Linked DNA regions of Ovis aries: region 1 is linked to region 2. A link is a contact called in public Hi-C data. All regions are on one chromosome and are shown on one strand. Each heading gives the region's core, a stretch centred on a gene start, on an enhancer-like site or on the middle of the called end of the contact. The rest is flanking DNA. Distances are from core to core; before and after follow the strand shown.

What was found. A called contact is a pair of places that touch in the nucleus more often than the background predicts.
Region 1: a Hi-C map of omental adipose tissue shows a contact between it and region 2, with 3 times the contacts expected there. The contact joins two enhancer-like sites. A contact is called at or near these places in 2 of 16 Hi-C or Micro-C datasets (omental adipose tissue and skin fibroblasts).

What each region holds. Positions count from the first base shown.
Region 1 is chr21:27,003,367-27,006,365 of ARS-UI_Ramb_v3.0, reverse strand. No RefSeq gene overlaps it. Among named protein-coding and RNA genes, the nearest start is that of RPUSD4, 17 kb to the left of the region's middle. Within about 2 kb of position 1,690, at least 2 of the 54 cell types and tissues checked have an H3K27ac peak or open chromatin away from gene starts, as enhancers often do.
Region 2 is chr21:26,854,144-26,857,349 of ARS-UI_Ramb_v3.0, reverse strand. The region is part of intron 2 of CDON (cell adhesion associated, oncogene regulated); the gene reads left to right. Among named protein-coding and RNA genes, the nearest start is that of CDON, 28 kb to the left of the region's middle. Within about 2 kb of position 1,944, at least 5 of the 54 cell types and tissues checked have an H3K27ac peak or open chromatin away from gene starts, as enhancers often do.

The DNA of each region.
Region 1 (2,999 bases), core at 441-2,940, 150 kb before region 2:
TCTGGTGGAGAATGAGACAGTGGAGGGAGGTCATGGTTTAGGCTCCCCAAGTATATTCACCCTAGAATGAGACTCATAAACACTCAGTTATAAGAGGACTACAAGTTCACTACAGACATGTGGAAAGTATAATCAAGCTGCTCTCAGTTATGGAAAAGCCCAGATAGGAGTACATCTTAGGTGGGACACACAGTGACACCCAGCCCTACAACGGGAGCACTGCCTTATCAGTCCCAGGTCTGTGTTACGGGGCCCCACCTGTAGCACCGGAGAAGCGCGAGAGAGAAGTGAAAGAGCAGGAATCTGAAAGGCCCACCTTCCTTTCGGGAAGAAACACCTTCTGCTCTGACTCACTGGCCTCTCTTGCTGGTTTCTCAAAAGTATTAGCAGTTCTGAGTTCCCTAAACCTACCCGGGAGGGGTCTTGCTACTTCCTCACCCCACCACCTCCAGGCTTCCCAACTGTACACAGGGTTGAAGGGCCACCTTTGTCTGCCTCCCAGATCGCCTAGAGACAGCTGAATTTATCTGTGAATTCTGTTAACAAGACCCCTTCCATATTAGGCATGCTCCATTCATTTATAAGTCATGGCTGTGCTCAATTTTTCACTTTAAAATAAAAGCCTAATGGAAATATTCATTTACCCACCACGTGGTTGCAGAGCTCAGCTGAAATGTCAAGCATGCTTAGCAGTTGGCTGCTTTTATTTTGGCCCAATGCATCGTAGTAAAAAATTGCAATCTCTTTGTTGATCAGAAGCACTCAGTGATATGTATGATTAGTGATTAGTATGATTTTGACTAATAAAAGCAGGCCGATAAAATGTGATTTGATAAATAATGGGAGGAAATAAAGATGGCAGGTTTGGAAGTTGGGGCTGCACTGATGCGCTTCAGGTAGCCGACATGTGTGAGAGGCTGCTGCCCCTCCTTTCTTCCCTGCCCCCACTACTCCCTACAGCCTTTCTGAAATGGGTTTCAGAGTCCTCAGGCTCCTGCCTCTTCCACACCCCGCACCTGCATCTGTGGACCCTGAACCCCAGCATTAAAGCAGACCGGGCACCCCCTTTTCCCAACGCCTGCTGACCAGTCTGTCCCGGGGCGAGTGCGGATGCATGAGCGGGAGGCAGGGAGCCCCAAGCAGCAGCTCTGATTATGGGCCGGGACTGTGCTAACTCGGAGCCCATCTCTCAACACTCTGGGAGCTATTACCATCTGTCCATCAGCAGCTTCAAGGAGCCAGGAGCCATGACCTGGACCATTCAGGGAGCAAGCGAGGGGATGGGTCCCCACTTTGATGTGAGCAACAGGGTCAGAGAGGGCGCAGGAGGTGAGGGCCAGGCCCGGGCTGCAGGCAGCAATCTCCTCTCCAGCTCGGCTTCCACGGTGAGCCCAGCTTGCCTTCATTGCCCCTTTCCCGTCTCCACAGGAGCCTCTGGGCTGCTCTGGGCTCCTGGTCCCACTCCCCCAGCCTGTGTCCCAATTGTGGGCCCATCATTACCTGTCCGCACACCCTCCCTGGAGGGGGAGTGAGGCAGTGGGAGGGCGGGGCGGGGGCGCCAAACCCGCTTGATTCTAAGGGGCAGGTGGTGACTGCTTCCTACAGGAAGCACGGGATCTGAAAAACAGAGGAGAGAACCTTCCCTTCGGAACCAGGAACCGCAGGGCTGGGAGGGGCCTCCGCCTTCAGCTATACTCCTCGAAGGCCATGCCCAGCTTGGCCCTGCACGCTTGCACTCAAGGGGCACTACCTCCTGAGCTTCCCACGCTCACTGGTTGGGGGAGGAGATGGGAGAACAGGGAGGGAGAGAGATGGAGGGCAGAAGGACAAGCAGAGGGAGAGAGCCATGGGTTCCCCTGGATGTGGCCTGGGCTACACACACACACACACACACACACACACACACCTCCTATAGCCAGGCCACACACACACACACACACACACACACACACACACACACACCTCCTATAGCCAGGCCTGAACGGCTGCCAGTTCATCCTGGCCCAGTCGGAGAAGTCTGGCCGTTTTCCTGTCTAAAGTTACAGAATTTTCCAGAAGTTCCCCTGTTTTTTTTTCTTCTGGACTCATAAACCAGATTTTCCCCTATCCTTCTACTTCACCAGCCTAGAGAAGAAAAGCCAGAGGAAGAGAGCGAGTAGGCAGAGGGCCTGCGGTCACACACCCAAGGCTGATCTCTGTCTCTGTCCCTCCTCCTTGGAGCTCCCAGAGCCTGAGTACCCGCAACACCAATGCCTGCTGCCTGCACAGAGCCTCTTGCATGAGTTAACTTATTCGCATGCATGCGTGCTAAGTCGCTTCGTGTCCAACTCTTTGCGACCCCAGGGATGGTAGCCTGCCAGGCTCCTCTGTCCAAGGGAGTCCCCAGGCAAGAATGCTGGAGTCATCCCCCAGAGTCCCAGGGGATGAAGAATAGCCCTGACTGTGCTGTTCTTTCTACAGCACAGGACTGGGCGAGGTCTCCACCTTCAGCTACACTGCTCACCAGCAATGCCCAGCCTGGCCCTGCACACTTGCAAACTTACTACGGTTTAGGGGAGACATAGGAAAGGAAGTTGACTCCTTATTTCCAGAAAGACTGGAGTCAGGCTGGCTCTGGGAGTTGCCGGGCAGTGACTGAGCAGGTAGTCCCCCAGGAGGGGATGTGAGGAGACTACAGTGTAGCTCAGGGATCACCCTGAGAACAGAGTAAATACACCGGCATGCCCCAAACTGGATGGCCCACTAAAGATGGAGCTGGAGACCGTGTTGGAAGTGGAGGACACTGCGGTCACCCCCAGCCAAGCCCCCTCCCCTGCCCCCAGCCAGGAACTGGGTAGATTCGAGGGAGAGCACAGCGTCACGGGCAGTCCCCGAAGGGCTGTGGATCCCTTGAGAGGTGTGCGGCTGATCTGTAGGTGCTGATATGAAGCCAGGACTCTTGGATTTCTGATTTGAAGGTCAGAAGCCCAAGATGCCAGGGCTAAAGGAATCCCCAAGAT
Region 2 (3,206 bases), core at 695-3,194:
CCATCATTTAAAACTGGACATTTAATTTCCAAACACATGGGGGTTTTAAAGTGTCTTTCGTATTAATTTCTCATTTAAATGCTTTCTTCTCTGCAATCACCCTGTGTTTTCTCAGTCTTCTAACTTTATGGAGGATTTCAACGGTCAAGTCAAAGATCTCTCTTGGTAAATGTCACATCGCACTTGAAACTATGTCGGGTATTTTCAGATATCTTTTGATACTGACTTCTAACGTAATTCCACAGTGATAAGAGAACAGACTCAGTATGATTTCAATATTTAGACCATGGAATTTTTGGGTCTTGTTTCACATCCTTGGATATGTTCCAGTGTCTCCTAGTTTACAGTCTTTGGAAATTTGAGTAGAATTTGTATCCTGCTGTTGTGTGAAAATTGAATAAATCGTAATTCTGTTGAATTGGTTCATGGTGCTTTTCAGGTCTGCTGTATCCTACTTTTCTGTATATTCATTCTGTTAATTTTTGAGAGTTTGATATTGAAACTCCAATGAAAAATCTTAATACTTAAAATTAATCAGAATATATAGTGAAACTGTATGTAACTTTATTTCATATTTTCCAAGTCTTCCGTAAATGTGTTATCATGCTTTCATAATTTAAAAAAGAACGAGAAAACAAGAAGCCATCCAGAATATGCAGTAACCTTGAAGCAGCAAGTTTATTGTTCTGTTGGGCGCATCGGTATTGGAGGGTTTCTTGAGTTGTCACCTGTCCTTACCTGATTTGAAGCATCTGGAAGGCAGTTGTCCCGCCGGTTTTGCCCCCAGCTGAGTTCGCAGGACAGCACAGTGCCTGGAGAAGGGAGGCACTTAGTGTCTGTCCAATGAAGGGTGGATTCCTCTGCTTGGAACTCTTTTAATACCTTTTACATTCTCATTTACTTATTATATTTTTCTTTATTTCAGAGTTAATTAATTCAAGCCCTCTTTTCCAAATTAGGCTGCAGTATCCTATAGCTCAGAAATTATGCCTTCCTCATCTTCCTCATCTTTGTACCTCTCACAGAATCTTGCCCCAAGTCAATACCCTCCATATGGAATTAATTGATTGAATGAATATTTCTTGGAAAAAGTAAGATTCTCTGAGAAGTCTGTGCAGGAAATGTTGTTTGCTTAGCTAAATTACTCAGATATTCAGAATGAAGAAAACTTGGAGAGGAGATTTACAGTTACTTGTGATTAAGGTCAAGGTGGTTCAATGGGTTTAAGAAAAGGTTTTTGACTTCTGTAACCAAAATTGTGCAGAATTAAGCAGTATCTAATAAAAAAATTTAAGTAGACTTGCTTTATTTTTTTCTTTTGTTTAGTTATTGCCAAAATATCATTTTTTTTCTCCACAGTTCAGAAATAGGATGCTTTGAAATAGTTTGAAAATAAGAATCTATCTTTTTTTTTAAAAGAAGGAAATTATTATTTTATGAAGAAGAAGATGCCTTTAAAAAAGAAAACTAAGAATATTATGTTTTGAAGAACAGTACTGATCCCAAAGCCGAATTTTTTGTTCACAAATTAATCACAGTTATTCCCTAAGCCTCAAAGAAAACTCTAAGAACATCTGATATAGGAGTTCTAGGGAGGGGATAATGCAGAGAGGCTGCTTTGATCATCCTTAGGAAAGCAGAGGCGTTCCTTCAAAAACAGAGGAATCAAATCTAGAAATTCAGGAAAGACTTTTCCCAAAGGATTATTCTGGCAGTGTGTTGAAAAGGGGTTATAAAAGCAACAAGTTCACAACCTGAACAATAAGTTAAATAAATGTTAGGGAACTATTTCCTTTCTTATTCTGAGATCAGGCATACCTTTAGTTTTCCCTTGCCCACAGAAATTCTCTTAAGCCTGGGATGGCTTAAAAGTACAGTTTGTAATGCAAGACAAGTTGCCTTCTCTGTAGGCATGCGGGAAGGGCTTAGAGAAAGCCCTGAAACTCAGGAGGTACCAGCTAATCTTTAGGTCAGGACTCAAGGAGCAGCACTGGGCTGTCTGTTACTCTTCTTGTGGTCAGGGATGTTTGTTTGTGAGGTTGGACCTAGGTTGCCCTTGGTGGCTGTTGAATATAATTTCAAGCTACCTGATGAGTAGGGCAACAGAATCTAGGTCCTTGTTCTGAATATCGCAATTCTCTAACAAGCTGAGCAGGCCTGCCAGGGATAAATATAAACCAAGTCAACAAATACTTAGTAACTGTTAGGGTTGTAATTCCTTTCCAACTGCCCAAATTAACTGATGGAGTGTTAGTCTCATAGAAACATGGGCGTATTCCTGTGTGATAGTGTTTAGGTAGCAATAATGAGCTGTGACGTTTTAAAGGACAGCTGTAAAGTAACTCACTAGATCCCATGCTGGGGTTAAAGTTGACTCTGGAGTTTGTTTCACTGCTTTTCAATAAATAAATAGTTGAGGAAGGATTTGGCAAAAGGAAGAAACTCTCCTCCCTGTCCTCATCGTCTCAGGAAAGTGTCTGCTGTTAACAAGTTGTTTGAATGTTTACTTTGCCTTGACTGCTTAGCAGCGGTGTGTCAGTCCTTGCCCTTGAAACAGGGGAGAATTCAAATAAACCAAAAAAGGCTTTCACACAGCTGGCCCTTTCTGCCAGTGAGTGGTACTGTAGTATTTTCTCCCACTTTTAAAAGAGCTCATCAAGGAAGCATTTAAAAGGCAGTCCTAAAAAAAAAAAAAAAAAAAAGGGGCAGTTCTTGAACTGATAGTAGATGAACTTGAGTTTGCAACTTGGAGATTTTGGAGTCCGTGGTATAGAGAAGAAGCAAGCAGATCCTGAGAAGTACTTGATTTATTCAGAGACATTCTTAAGATGCCTTGTATTGCTATACCCAGTTTTATTGATGGTTAGACTTAACCTTTCTTTTCACAAATAAGTATGCATGTAGAATTCTCACTACTGAAATGTCATTAATGTAGCTTTGGCCTTACATTTTGTTGTGTTTTGTAGTTACAAATTCTGTGTCCTGGCCAAGCAGGAATATGGGAAGTGGAATTTGTCAGCAAAATAACCACTCTTTGGATCTCTAGCCTGGCAATAGTACCTGGTATACAGTAGGTACTTACTGTATGTTTGCTGATTTTTGAAATCATATCTGTGAATGAATAGTCAAATGAAAGAATAAAAATACAGCTAGATCACATGGAATTCAGTTGATATAACAGCTCTCACTAAAAAAGCCTCTTGATG